Regions from separate parts of the Mus musculus genome. Here all the other regions are linked to region 4. Evidence: chromatin contacts called from public Hi-C and HiChIP or PLAC-seq data. All regions are on one chromosome and are shown on one strand. Each heading gives the region's core, a stretch centred on a gene start, on an enhancer-like site or on the middle of the called end of the contact. The rest is flanking DNA. Distances are from core to core; before and after follow the strand shown. Region 1 overlaps Osbpl3 (oxysterol binding protein-like 3). Region 2 overlaps Osbpl3 (oxysterol binding protein-like 3). Region 3 overlaps Osbpl3 (oxysterol binding protein-like 3). Region 4 has its middle 5.4 kb from the start of Gm38806.

What was found. A called contact is a pair of places that touch in the nucleus more often than the background predicts. HiChIP or PLAC-seq counts read pairs in DNA pulled down with a chosen protein or histone mark.
Region 1: a contact with region 4 is called in a Hi-C map of bone marrow-derived macrophages, with 32 read pairs. The contact joins two enhancer-like sites. A contact is called at or near these places in 10 of 39 promoter capture datasets (the C10 cell line, the HPC-7 cell line, cranial neural crest and 7 more), 1 of 15 datasets of contacts at CTCF or cohesin (the NIH/3T3 cell line), 12 of 484 Hi-C or Micro-C datasets (Th2 cells, bone marrow-derived macrophages, embryonic fibroblasts and 3 more), 10 of 115 datasets of contacts at active chromatin or transcription factors (CD8 T cells, the HPC-7 cell line, SST interneurons and 6 more) and 1 of 9 other capture datasets (embryonic stem cells).
Region 2: an HNF4G HiChIP or PLAC-seq map of pancreatic cancer cells shows a contact between it and region 4. The contact joins two enhancer-like sites. A contact is called at or near these places in 7 of 39 promoter capture datasets (the 3T3-L1 cell line, 3T3-L1-derived adipocytes, embryonic stem cells and 4 more), 2 of 484 Hi-C or Micro-C datasets (bone marrow-derived macrophages and embryonic retina) and 5 of 115 datasets of contacts at active chromatin or transcription factors (CD8 T cells, effector CD8 T cells, kidney and 2 more).
Region 3: an HNF4G HiChIP or PLAC-seq map of pancreatic cancer cells shows a contact between it and region 4. The contact joins two enhancer-like sites. A contact is called at or near these places in 6 of 39 promoter capture datasets (embryonic stem cells, frontonasal cranial neural crest, liver and 2 more), 6 of 484 Hi-C or Micro-C datasets (embryonic fibroblasts, embryonic stem cells, granulocyte-monocyte progenitors and 1 more), 4 of 115 datasets of contacts at active chromatin or transcription factors (CD8 T cells, bone marrow-derived macrophages, pancreatic cancer cells and 1 more) and 4 of 9 other capture datasets (adipose tissue, embryonic stem cells, liver and 1 more).

What each region holds. Positions count from the first base shown.
Region 1 is chr6:50,338,724-50,342,060 of GRCm38.p6, forward strand. The region is part of intron 11 of Osbpl3 (oxysterol binding protein-like 3); the gene reads right to left. Among named protein-coding and RNA genes, the nearest start is that of Gm52900, 41 kb to the right of the region's middle. Within about 2 kb of position 2,063, at least 6 of the 459 cell types and tissues checked have an H3K27ac peak or open chromatin away from gene starts, as enhancers often do. A contact at or near this core is called in bone marrow-derived macrophages, where this site is marked.
Region 2 is chr6:50,406,721-50,410,058 of GRCm38.p6, forward strand. All of the region lies in intron 2 of Osbpl3 (oxysterol binding protein-like 3), which reads right to left. Among named protein-coding and RNA genes, the nearest start is that of Gm52900, 27 kb to the left of the region's middle. Within about 2 kb of position 1,896, at least 9 of the 459 cell types and tissues checked have an H3K27ac peak or open chromatin away from gene starts, as enhancers often do. A contact at or near this core is called in CD8 T cells and pancreatic cancer cells, where this site is marked.
Region 3 is chr6:50,389,089-50,392,469 of GRCm38.p6, forward strand. The region is part of intron 2 of Osbpl3 (oxysterol binding protein-like 3); the gene reads right to left. Gm52900 (a long non-coding RNA gene) reads left to right here. Exons shown (of 3, transcript XR_003956428.1): 3 at 342-607. Among named protein-coding and RNA genes, the nearest start is that of Gm52900, 9.1 kb to the left of the region's middle. Within about 2 kb of position 1,438, at least 72 of the 459 cell types and tissues checked have an H3K27ac peak or open chromatin away from gene starts, as enhancers often do. A contact at or near this core is called in CD8 T cells and pancreatic cancer cells, where this site is marked.
Region 4 is chr6:50,544,442-50,547,837 of GRCm38.p6, forward strand. No RefSeq gene overlaps it. Among named protein-coding and RNA genes, the nearest start is that of Gm38806, 5.4 kb to the left of the region's middle. Within about 2 kb of position 1,395, at least 73 of the 459 cell types and tissues checked have an H3K27ac peak or open chromatin away from gene starts, as enhancers often do. A contact at or near this core is called in CD8 T cells, bone marrow-derived macrophages and pancreatic cancer cells, where this site is marked.

The DNA.
Region 1 (3,337 bases), core at 813-3,312, 210 kb before region 4:
GAGACATGATGGTGGTGACAGTTGAGAGAAAGGACTGGTGGACATGCTGTCATTGCCCAACAGGGATGATAGATGGTGTACAGCAGCCTAGAGATTTACAGGCACAGATGCAGCCCCAAACCTGCTGCTCAGCTGCAGGGTCTCCCTAGATCTGGGCAACCATGGAAGCCCAAGATAAAGAAAGGGCTACTCTCTGGATTGGACCTCCTCAAAGGACCAACATGGACCACTGGGGGCCATGTTGGTGTCTGCAGTCCATGCTGCTGCTCCAGACCTCGATGAAGTCTGAGCCATGTGGACATACGCGGGCTGTGCTGCTGACCTGATGATGTCCTCGGGCTTTGGTGTCTTAGGAGCCATCCTGATGTGTGTGGCATGTATAGCCAGCCACCTGAGGCCACAATGAAGCCTGTGCTCCACGCAGCTTCTGAGGGTCATGGGTGGGTCAGGGTTCTGGTTAGAGCCAGGCACCATACTGAGGTCTGTGGCCCATGTCAACGCCAAATCCCACATGGATGTCCCTGGTCTGGACTGCTGCCTTTTCAGGTGTTACTGTCCATGGGCATGGGAGACCTGGCTCCGCTCCTCACTGGCCTATGCATGCACTTCCTCATTTGACGGCTTCTGGAGTGGATGCAGGCAGAGAAGACTCAGTATACCAGGTGGGGCTGGCCAGTAGGAATTCGACCATGCTCCAATAACTATATGGACAACACAAAATGGACTTGCTCTTTCCTTTTTTTCTTTCAAGCAGGGAGTCAAAGGGGGAGGTGGACATGGGAAGACTAGGAGGTGAGCATAATCAGGGTGCCCGATGTGAGGTTCCCAAATAATTAGAGGGGGGGGATGCATGAGAGTGACTGATGCCGACATTCTTGGAATCTGGGCAGTAGGAGTAGTGTGATACTTAGCCCTTATCAGGATGATGATTACAATGAATGCACATAGGGTAGAGAGTGTATGAATGAGGACTGGCCTGAGCTTGTGAGCCAAGGAGCAACGGCCTTGGGGGCAGGACAAGAAGCCACACTGGGACCTCACTCCATTTTATGCCTAGTTAGACATCTCCCCGCAGGCTCCCCATCCCTGAGATCACCACAGCTGTCCCAGTGGGTCCCTGGGGGTTCCATCTTTCCGTGGACACATTTGTTTCCTCAGACACCACACATATGCACCTGGCTGGCTCTGTTTTCCCAGCTCATCTGTTCTGCCTTTCAGATGCCAGGTGAGGCTTTCTACCAGACCAGCCCATTCCTGTTTATGCTTTGTAAAGGAACAGAATGGGCACTGCCTGGGTTCAGCTAGGAGGGCTAGCAGTAGAGCTCTCTAGTAGAGTGCTTGCCCAGTAAGAACAATGCTCTTCGGTCACCAGTTACCTCATGTGCAGGAAAAGAAAATGTATATGTAAGCATACAGTGGGCATAAACGGAAAAAAATCCAAACAGTCCTATTTTATTGTCAGATATAAAAAACTCCTCCTTGAGGATCAGAAAAACCGGGTCCCCTGAGAGAGAGAGAGAGAGAGAGAGAGAGAGAGAGAGAGAGAGAGAATGTTGAAACAGGGCCTCACTATGAAGCCCAAGCTGGCCTCTAATGTGTATTGTGTATTCTTCCTGCCTCCGGCTCCCAAATGATGGGATTAACATGGTGTTCAACCACGGTTGCTTAACTTTTTTAAATAGCCTAAGACACACCTGGAGAATATTACAGTGGTCATTCATGGCCAACTCATGATTTATAACTCCCAGAGTAATGGCCAGAAGCTGTTCCTACGAGACCGTAATTACACTGTAAGACACCCTGCTTGCTAGCTTTTTATCAATTTGACACAAGCTAGAATTATCTGAAAGGAGGGAACCACAATTGAGAAAATACTTTCATGAGATCCAGCTATAGGGCATTTTCTTAATCAGTGATTAGTGGAGAATGGCCCAGCCCACTGTGGGTGGTACCACCCCTAGGCTGGTGGCCCTGAGTTCTGTAAGAAACCAGGCTGAGCAAGGCAGTAAGCAGCACCGCTTCCTGGCTTCTGCATCAGTTCCTGCATCCAGGATCATTTCCTGTTTGAGTTACTGTCCTGACTTCTTCCTTTAATAATGAACAGTGGGGAACTTCAAGCTGCATAAACCTTTTCCTCCCAACTTCCCTTTTGCTCATGGGGTTTCACTACAACAACAGGAACCCTAACTAAGACAGAGGCATTGGATCGCAAAGATTAGAGGTATCACACAGGAGTATGTTGGGAGTGTCTTATTTATTTCTGATGTCATCCTAAATTCATTAGAGATAAATAAGTTTCAGGAAATGATAGTTAAATGAGTGATTGCACCCGTGGATATGTTATCATCAACAAAACCACCCAACAAGTTTGCAATGTACAGAGCTACAGAAAGCCTCGAAGATCACCCAAGTCACCCACCCAGAGCATGGTCCTCCATCTCTCCAGCCCCCACACCCTTGCCAATGGTCTTAGCCTCTGCCTGGCACCCGAGGCCTGTGCTCTGAGACCTGCTGCGGCTTGCCTCAGTCTCTCCTCATTGTCCAACACATCTGCTTGTCTTCACAGGGAAGACACATGTCAGGAGGCAGTCACAAAGTTTGTTTTTAAACCTCTTCACTGGCCTATTCTCAACCTTGTTGGACTAGAACAGTGGGACACAGGTTGGGCCCTTTGGAGCAATGGATGGATACAGGATCTTGTCAGATTGGTCTGTTCTCAAGCCCTGGAATTACAGGTATAGACTGATATCCATACCTGACCCCAAGAGAAGCTTTTGATTGACAGAAACCTTCAGCTCCTGCCATAGAATGGACACCACATGTATGGCTCAGTTGACTCTCGGCCCCTCCCTTTCTCCTTGCTACAGGCTCCTACTACATCAGGTTGGGGGCTTTGGACTGGGAAGTCAATGTGGCATTCTGATGAGCTGACGATCTCCTGCTTGTGCTCTCTCCTTCACAATTTGTTTACTTCAGGGAAAACTGCAGTTATCAATGACAGGCGCACCATCCCAAACAGAGGAAGACAATGTGTTGTAAGGGGAATTTGATCCAATCCCTGTTACTTAGCTATGGCTTAGATTTGGATGAATGATCAGTTTCCAAACCTAAATGGACTGACTATGTGGAAGAGGCTGGCATCTCATGGTGTTTTAAAGAAACAGTGAAAAAGCACATGAAAACACAGGAGTCAGCAGCATAGTAGGGCTTCAATTTTTCTTCTTTCCTGTCATTTTGCATGCATATAGTGCATGCATGCGTGTATGCGTGTGTGTGTGTTCATTTTTTTGGCAGGGAGGGGTGTACAGGGTCCCTCAATGGAGTAACATTCCTCTAC
Region 2 (3,338 bases), core at 646-3,145, 140 kb before region 4:
AGTTCCCAGGTGTTTGACGCCCTTGAAATGCAGTGGAATGGAGTGTGGTGCGAGCTGAACTAAGTCAGCTCTCATCCATTGTCTATTCCTTGCCCATCATTCAACACTTAGACTTTCTGAAACATCCAGAGAGGAAATCCATAAAAAGCCACTTTTCTGACTTTAGCTCTGTTGTACAGGTTCATTCCATGTAACACATGGTCTTCAAAATTGTGTATAGCCACTGGAGGACGATCACAAAGACCTTAGAGTAGTCTGTTCTCTCTTTAGACCTCTTTGAAAAATATGGTCAAGTGGCTTGTGGTAGTTAAAAAAAATAAAATAGGTACAAAAAAGTCATTAAATGATTGACAGTGGATGGTGCATTTACACCACAGGCTGTATAATACACAGTAAAATACTAAAACAGGCATAAGAGATTTTTTTATTTAAAATAATTACATATTCATAACTGTTAGGTCTCAAACCCAGGACAAATGCCTAAGGTGCCCATTAACATATCAAAGAGAATGCTGGCTGCCTGTTTCTTCCAGCATCCCTCAGTCTCTAGCTGTTAAAGGGCCCTCTTGGCTGGCACACCCTCCCCATACTCTGAACTCTCCAGCCCAGCTATTGGGCGGAACTCCCCTCCCCAGCTTCTCTGGCCCCTATATAACTCAACCATTTTGGTTACACTGGTCTCCTGGCCTGGGCCACCCTTCTTGGTCAGCAATACTTTCCCCTCTCCTCACATGGCTTCACTTGTTTGATTCAGACTCCCCAGATGTTTCTGCCTCTGGCTGCACTCTCCCTTGTATCTACAGTAAAATAAAATTTAGACAATAAAGTTACCATTCTGCCTGAATTTAAAAAGAATGGCAATGATCGATTAACATAATATAGAGGTTAGGTTTTGTTGGAAAATTTGTTGGACCCCTTTTCCATGCAAGGCACTGCTGTATTTGGGGGTGCCCTCACCCCCTACAAACACTGACATTTAATTTTCCTCTGTAAATTTTATTTTATGTTCTCTGATGTTTATCTTGCAATGAACAGAAATAGCATAAGTAAAGCAGAGGGGAAAGACAGGAGAAGGGAGGGAGGAGAGGGCGTGGCAGCCAGGCCTACATCCCTGCTACTGGGGAGGCTTCAGCATGAGGACCCCATGTTCAAAGCTTGCTTGGGCTACAGAGGGATGTGAGGGCCAGGGCAGTGAAGTGAGACACTTTGCCAAATCTATAAACTGTAAGGAAGGGACTAGGTGATAGCTCGGTTTTGAGTACCTGCCTAGAACTGGGGTTAATCCACTGCATGGGGCCAGCACAGTCTCCTAAAAGCAATCCCTTTGTCTCTACCTAATTCATTCTGAGGTTCCTCCTGGCAGAGGAGTCATCAGCAGGATTATCTCCACTGCTCCCTAAAATACAACCAACTTCATGACTAAGGGATCCAAACCTGTTTGTTTTCCTCAAAAATTAAGTTTGAAAAGTCCTCCTCAACCTGATCCCAGACAGGAAAAGAAAACTGTTTAGTTAGGAATGATTCACAGCCTGTAAGAAATGAAGACGGTCTCCAATGCAACCTCTAGTGGCCTCCACAGTGCACAATAATCTGGCAAAGAGCCTCGAGGCCTTAAGATGCCCCTAAGACCACTGCCCTTAACAAGGTCAAGCTGCAGGCCAGCGAGCCACCTTCTTGCCCCTCCTGCGAGAATGAAGTCCGCACATCCATGGGAAAGTAAATGTCCACTTTTGACCCAAAAAACAACCCCAGCTCTGGGCTTTGAAGATTTCTATGCAGACTTCTGCCAGGTGAACAAAAAAAGACAAGGTGAAGAACAGTCATTCCAGCTAGGGACAGGGCCTGCAGGCAGCAGGGCTGCAGGGGACGGCGGGGAGGGGTGGGGCTGCTGAAGACAGGGTAGACATAGGCTCAGAAAGATGACTCTGGCAAACATGTTGAATGCCATTGATGTCAGTCAGTCCTGACCCACATGCAGCAGGAAACCAGACTGGTACTAAGGTGAAAAGCAAGTTGAATAGAAAGAATGGAAGAGGAGATAAATAGCTGAGCTCCTAAGAGCATATCTAGTGGACGTTAGAGAGGCCTTTGGTAGGGCATCTGTGAATCATTTTCATTTTAGCTAATGACTTCATGTTATACATAATTGTGATGGTTTGTATATCCTTGGACCAGGGAGTGGCACCATATGAAGGTGTGGCCTTGTTGGAATAGGTGTGACCTGGTCGGAATGGGTGTGTCACTGTGGGTGTGGGTATAAGATCCTCACCCTAGTTGCCTGGAAGTCAGTCTTCCACTAGCAGCCTTTGGATGAAGACATAGAACTCTCTGCTCCTCCTGCGTCATGCCTGCCTGGATACTGCCATGCTCTCTCTTTGATGATAATGGACTGAACCTCTGAACCTGTAAGCCAGCCCCAATTAAATGTTGTTTTTATAAGACTTGCCTTGGTCATGGTGTCTGTTCACAGCAGTAAAACCCTAACTAAGACAATAATCAACAACTTATTTTTCTGTACATTATTCTTCAGTCTTGCCCATATGTCACATGTAATCCTGGTTGTTTCCTTTGAGCTGTTCTACAGAATTGTACTGGTGAAATATACAGATATCTATCCACCCAGACATTTATATTGCTTCCCGTTTCGTGTTCAAACAATGCAGCTGCAAACAAAACGTACATATGACACACCCACACACCTTTGCGGCACTCTACGTATCTAGTTTGAGTGCTGCATCCACAGTGCTACTGGCTCCCACCAGCTACTTAACTGCCAAGAATCTCTAACCTACCACCCTGTCTTCCGCAGCCCTTCAGCCTCGCAGCGCTGGTGCCTGCAGGCACTGTCTGTAGTGGAACCAAATGATAGTTCCACTAAGAAAACATGAGCTTTCTCCACTTTGCACGTCGCCCCTGCTTCCAACAGCCACACTATTTAGTGTGAACAAACCTGTAGATATTGAATAGTTTGCTTGGTTTATTTTTCCCCAAAGTATATCCCATGAAACGTTGAGAGGGAACTACAGAGCTATGTTCTGCTTAGGCAACAGAGCAGAAACAGCTTTGAGATGTATCTGGCTGAAATTGGCAGAGGGTAGAGCTTAGCTGCTGCCTTGACCTGAGTGTCTGTGTCCTCCATTCTTACCCACCCCCACCCCCACCCCCGTGGTCACACAGGATGACACCTAGTCACCACAGTGAGGGATTAGGTAAGACCTCTGAGCAGTAATTAGTCTAGAGCACGATTAGCCTGATTTTAAAGGGTCCCAGTATGCAGTCCTGCCTGATGTCTGCCCCGAGACAGAGGAAAGACCATCTGTGAGGCACAAAGCCTTCAA
Region 3 (3,381 bases), core at 188-2,687, 160 kb before region 4:
ACATGGTGCTGGAGTGAAGCTGAGAGTTCTTGAAGCTTGAGCATATGTGAAGCTCAAAGCCTGCCTCCACAGTGACACACTTCATCCAACAAGGCCACACCTACTCCAGCAAGGCCACACCTCATAGTGACATTTCCTATGGGCCAAGCTGTCACACATGAATCTATAGGGGCCATTCCTATTCAAGCCGCCACATCTAGTTAAGCAAATAACTTCTATTAGAAGTCGGAAGTGTGTGTGGGGGGAGGGGGTAAAGTAGGGGAAGGAAGAGGAGTTCTCAAGCTTACAGAGTAGTCTGTGTGTCCCTACACTTGAACTAGACACGGTTTTCTCTTTGGTAGGACTTCAGGATGCAACCAGTCATACCAAGTTTCTCTGCCGTCTGCACCATCACTGGTTGCCTGTGGTATTCTTGTCCACAGAAGAAGGCATCAGTTTGCTTTTCATGTATCCAATTCTACCCCTGGATATTTTTGTCCCCTTTAGTTGTCACGAGTTTCAGGACAAATGCTGCAGAAAACTAACTTTTAAATGCATCACACTGACAGTTGACAGACACCAAACAGAACAGGCTACCCAAGTAACATCCCAAAACCGACAGCACACCTGGGTGTCATGGAATGTGTCCATAATCCCAACACTCAGGAGGAAGCAGGAGGATTGCTGGGAGTGCATGCCCATTCTAGGCAATAGAGGGGACACCAGACTCGAGGCTACAGAGTGATGCCATGTCTCAAAACCAAAACAAAAGTAAAATAAAATCAAGTATTTATAGCCCAGAAATTAAAGTATTTTACAGGTGTTATGTACCTATACATAGAGTTAGATCAGTTTGGTTGCAAATCCCAATTTAAATTCTTAGTGAAACAGTAGACACAGCTTCAATACAATATACTATCACAAATGACCTAGTCTAAAAACAAGAGCCGAGGAATCAAGACTCCTTACTCAAAAGCAAAGTTCTTACTCTGCATCGTGATTCTTTAAACTGCTAACCCCCAGGACTGATGGGTTTGGGCAAGGGGGATAATCCTGCTAATTACCAGTACTGAAGGGCTTTGGGTTGAGTCAGTAAACAAGACCCCAGTGGCACCCTTTGGGGATGCTGCTTCTACCTATCCTCTTGAAAACACTGTGCAAACTAAATCTTAGCACACTCAAGGCTCTCAGAAACCTACAGGAGAAACTGCAATTACAACAATAATCACAAAACCCAAACTGCTACCTAGGATGAACTCATTCCTGAGCTATTTGATAACACAATCCACTCTTTGAGGTAGCACCCATTTCTCAACATGCCTTCAGCCTGACAGCTCTGTTTAGCTCTTGAATGCAATTATCCTGAGTCCAAAAAACAACTCGGTCTCTTTAGGTAGGTGGTTTCCCAGTGACGGCTGTAAAGACTCAGTGAGCACAGGCACCATTCTTTGGTCATGAGTCAGGCTCACCTCAGCCAGTAACAACTCTGGGGTGACCTTTGTTCATTGTTTCATGTCTAGACTTCGGAGGTACAGAGAATGAAGGAAAACCATGACTGTTGCATAAAGTTTATCAGCTATACTTGGAGACGGGGGCATGCTTCCCTGTGGCCCCACACTGCTTGAGCGTCCATCCTCTCTCACATCGGTGTCCCTATTCACTTCCCCCTGCCCCCTGTATTTTAGAGTTTATTACTGAGAACCAATCCTTTCTAGTTGTCTCAAATTGGCTTAAAAAGGAAGTATCTGGATGTCATAAATATATCATTTGCAGAAAGTTATGCCACTTGAGAAAGCTAAACATGTTAAGTCATATGGAAAATTATCTTACCAAATCTTGTGTAAAAGATCCTTGTACTTAAATATTCATACAAATGATAGAGGCGTTAGTTAGAACAGGTGCAAGCATTCTATTTCTGCAAGTAGATAAGACAGTATGATCAACACCTGGGATTCACTTACCAAACATGCACTGAATGGGCACTTGCTATAGGTCAAGCTTGGTGTGATATTTAATCAATCCTGAGTGTCAGCTTAGCAGGATTTAAAGCCACTTTCAGAGACAAACCCATGGACATGCCAAGCTGGGTGTTTCCAGAGAGATTTAGCTGAGCTGGGAAGACCTGCCCTCATGGGTAGCGAGCGCCATTCTTTATCCCAGACTAAATAAAAAGGAAAGGGAAGAGGGGTGCTATCACGTATCTCTCTCTGCTTCCTGACTGGAGATGTGATGCCTGACATGAGCTGCCTCGTGCTCCTGCCATCATTCCTCCTCTGTCTCGATGGACTGTCCCCTCAAACCATGAGCCAAAATAAAACCAAAATAAAACTTTCTTTAAGTGACATTTGTCAAGCATTTCATGACAGGAATGATAGAAGTAACTTATATACTCAGTTCCAGACAGGTGTTGACAAATTGACACTACATCACAGGGCATGTTCAAGATTCCCCAAGACAGAGCCGGGCGTGGTGGCGCACGCCTTTAATCCCAGCACTCGGGAGGCAGAGGCAGGCGGATTTCTGAGTTCGAGGCCAGCCTGGTCTACAGAGTGAGTTCCAGGACAGCCAGGGCTATACAGAGACACCCTGTCTCGAAAAACAACAACAACAAAAAGATTCCCCAAGACAGAAACAATGACCTCGGAGAAATCAACTTCTCCATGAAAAAAGACTGACCCTTATGCAAGAATTCAGAGTCACTGTACAAGTACAGGAAAGGCTGACCTAGGAGAAGGGGAGGGAAGAGGCAGCCAAGGCATGGTTTGTGCCTGGCATGTCTGGGCACCATGCTAGGTGCTCTTTAGTTGCCAGGATTATCCTTTGATTTGCACTTTGACTTGAAGGTTAAGGGCTCAAAGGTCAAACTTTTAGAATATATCCAACTCCATCTAAATCCATACCATTAATAGAATAATGAGATCTGTTCTGAAAGTGAATTCATGATCACTTCAAAGTAACCTTTCCAATATGACTCACAGAGACAGAAGAAAGCCTCAAAGCGTGTGGTGTGGAAGAACGGGCATCAATATCACATCAAAAAGCAATCCTTCTCAAATGGAAAGGACTCACAATGCTGATTCTGAAGTCACTACAAAGCTGCTGGAAGCAGCACCATGGGCTGACGTAACACTGCATAAATAGATCAGCAAGACTGACAAGCCATCATGTTTATGGTCCTGTTACTTCTTTATTATGAAGAACAGGGGTGTGTTATTATGCATAGCTGTGGAAGTACAAGGCAGAGGCTCACATCTCATGGTGGCTTTTTTTTTTCTTTCTTTTTTTTTTTTTGTTTGTTTTTTTTTTTTTTTTTCGAGACAGGGTTTCTTTGTATAGCCCTGGCTGTCCTGGAACTCACTTTGTAGACCAGGCTGGCCTCGAACTCAGAAATCCACCTGCCTC
Region 4 (3,396 bases), core at 145-2,644:
CATCTGATGGTTAACACTCACTGTCAAGTTGACACGATCTTGAGCCACTGAAGAGACAAGATCCTAGGTGAGTCTGTGATTCCGTGAGGATGGGGTTGACCAAGGAGGGAAGACCCACCCTAGATGTGTGTGCCATTCTACCAGGGGTTGGGGAAAGCAAGGTGAGTGCCCCCATCCATCGCTGCTTCCTGACTCCAGGTACCATGCAAGCAACTGGCCCCCCACCCCGCCGCTGCTGGAATATACTGTGCCCTCAAACTGTAAACCCCACCTTCCTTAAGATGCTTTTGTCAGGTGTCCTGTCATAGCAACTAGAAGAGTACTAATGTTCTATTCTTAGTGAGTACATCCATGTCAAAGTTCTCCTTGCCAGTGGGTCCTAACCCAGCATCTTCATCTCTGATCCTTCCTGTGTAACAAATCAGGCCTGTCTGTCCTTCATTGCCAGTGTCCACTCCTACAAACAACCCCCGTCTCAAACTCATGGCAAAACCCTAATTTCCATTGTTCCCCAGCTCTACCCTTTTCATTTTAATGCCTTCTCCAGATAACGATGTAAAATCTGAATGGTATGTAACACTCCTCTGTCTAATAACTTTCCTAAAATAAGAACTGTAGCTACCACCATGTGTTTATTTATCCGATTTTCTTCTTTATTGTACCACAAAAAAACAGAATTATTAGTTAGACCCCCCCCCCCCCCCAATGCTCCTTGACATTGACACAGACAGCCCCGCCCCCGTGAGAAGCTGAGGAATCATGGGAGTGAGCTTTGTGAGTCTGGAACCAGCTGGGGAGTTAGAAGGGTTAGCGATGTCCAGCTCAGACAGCGTGTGTCCTACAGAATTATAACACTTGAAATCTTCGCCAAAGCCCCTTCCTCTTAAGCTGTTGGGAGGTTTCACCAGAAAAAAGTTGCTTTTGCAACTCTTCTTTCAGATCCTCATACCTGACAAAACTTCTGGGTTTTGTTTTTAGGTATATAATTCCTCATTCTATGGACGGGCAAGCCTTTGAGACCCATAAAATTAACTGAGATGACAGTTACTACACAAGGGGTGGAGATTACAGTGTGAAGCAATCTGTTGGTTCAGCACGTGCAACGTTTAAGAAATGCCTTTTAAGTAATGTGTCTAGTGTGTTCATAGGCAGCCAGTGAATCATGTGAGCCTAGCGCCCTCTTGTGTTCACTAGGAGGCCAAGCACAGGGGCTTTCTATGACTTCCAAGGGATTTTTGTTTTGTTTTGAGATTTCAATTTTCATTTTATTAGTTTTTTTTTTTAATCAGTTACTTTGCAAAGACATCGTAGAGCATTAAGTCAAACACGTCTGTCAGTCTTCACCCCGTGTGACCACAGAGAACCAAGCACTGTTACTGTTACCGGAAGGGTGGGGATTTGGCCTCTAGTTTCCAAAGGTTACTGTCACCCTCAGAATCACGTGTTCAGATATCCAGCTTCCGGGTGACAAACCCACAAAATTCTCTTTTTTCTTTAACCTTACTCTCTCCAACACTTGACCTTTCTTTGTTTATTCCTTCTGGAGTGCCCAGGTCCTTATGCATTATGATAATGGTCTAAGGTTAAATATACTTTATAGATTTCCAAGGAGGACCGAATGTCTCTGGATTCCACAGACACCTGCAACCATGTGCAGCCCCCTGCTCCCGTGCAACTCACACACATAATGTAAAAAATAAAATACACCTTTAAAAATATGCTGCTGGAGAAGACCTACAGAGTCAACTAACCTGGGACCATGTGGACTCACAGAGACTGTCACTAGCCAGGGAGCAGGCAGGGGCTTGGCCTAGACCATCCCACACATTCGTAGCAAATGTTCAGCTTGGTCTTCATATGGGCCCCCTAACAAGTGCAGTGGGGGGAGTCTCCGTCTCTGTTCCCTGCCATTGGATCCCCTTCCCCTACCTGGGCTGCCCCGTTGGGCCTCATTGGGAGAGGATGTGCCTAGTCCTGCTGGGACTGGATGTCCCAGGGTAGAGTGGTACCCAAGGGGGGCTCCCCATCTCTGAGGAAAGGGGTAAGAAGCAATGGGGGGAGGGATTTGTAAGAGTGAGACTGAAAAGAGAGGAGGGGAGCTGTGATTGGGATATAAAGTGAATAAAAAATAAATTATTATAAAATATATGTTATGGATGTTGATGGCTTATGTAACCAGAGAGAACCCAGTTAGTCACTTGCCTTAGACAAAATAGGCACTGCAGGAGGCAGTGGACAAGAGGTAGGCACAGATTTTACTCTTATGTGTTCCCCAAGTGATATGTGTCCTCCACGAAGCTGGGAATGACTCATCGGAGATGGGTCCAAAATCCATGGACACCAACATCAGCCTTAAGCCTCTGTGCCCATACTCTACAAACCTGGCCACTATTTACCTTCTCAAGCTCTGATTTCCAAGCTGTAAAACAGTACCAATACCTAACTGGTAGGGCTGTTAGGAGGACTAAGTGAGATAACCTGTGTGAAGTATGCAGTGTACTGGCTTGCTTAGAATCTATGGAAAGATATAAGGCAAATATAGCACACACAGGCCGAATCAGGATGGCACGAGTCACTTGGTTACGTAAAGGTGTGGCCCTGGAAGACTCTGAGAGGAGGGAGAACACATTCTGGTGAGCCATCATCTAAAACCAAACTTCCACAGTTCTAACCACCACTGGGAAACAAACAAAGGGAGGGTTTTCAGTCAAAGGCAGGGAACCAACTGTGAGGAAAGAGAGAATCACAACTTCCACAGTCTCACAATGGCTGACAACAAAACAACAGGGCATTTATGCCTTTGCTCAATGTTAAGTCCCGAATAAGTACCCAGGATTTGCTGAACAGGATTCGAGATCATACACAGTCATACAAGATCATACACGGTCATACAACTCTTCCGATTCTCCCTTCAGATAGCGGGAATCACCACCAGTAGCTGGAACCTCCAGGAAAGCTTTTGTTGATTATGTCACTCAGAAGGCCCCAAAACTCCATGGGCTGCTGCTTAGGAGAGAGTGCCCGAGAGTCCTAGCCAAGGGAAGTGGGCCATAGGCTGGTTTTGAGAAAGAGTTTGCTATTGATTAGAACAGGTATGAGGACCTTGCTACCTATGAAGCAATTTGGTTCAAAATCCCCTTCCTGATTGCAAGCTTGTACAACCACTCTGGAAATCAATCTGGCGGTTCCTCAGAAAATTGGACATAGTACTACCGGAAGATCCAGCAATATCTCTTCTGGGCATATATCCAGAAGATGCCCCAACCAGTAAGAAGGACACATGCTCCACTATGTTCATAGCAGCCTTATTTATAATAGCCAGAAGCTGGAAAGAACCCAGATGCCCCTCAACAGAGGAATGGATACAGAAAATGTGGTACATTTACACAATGGAGT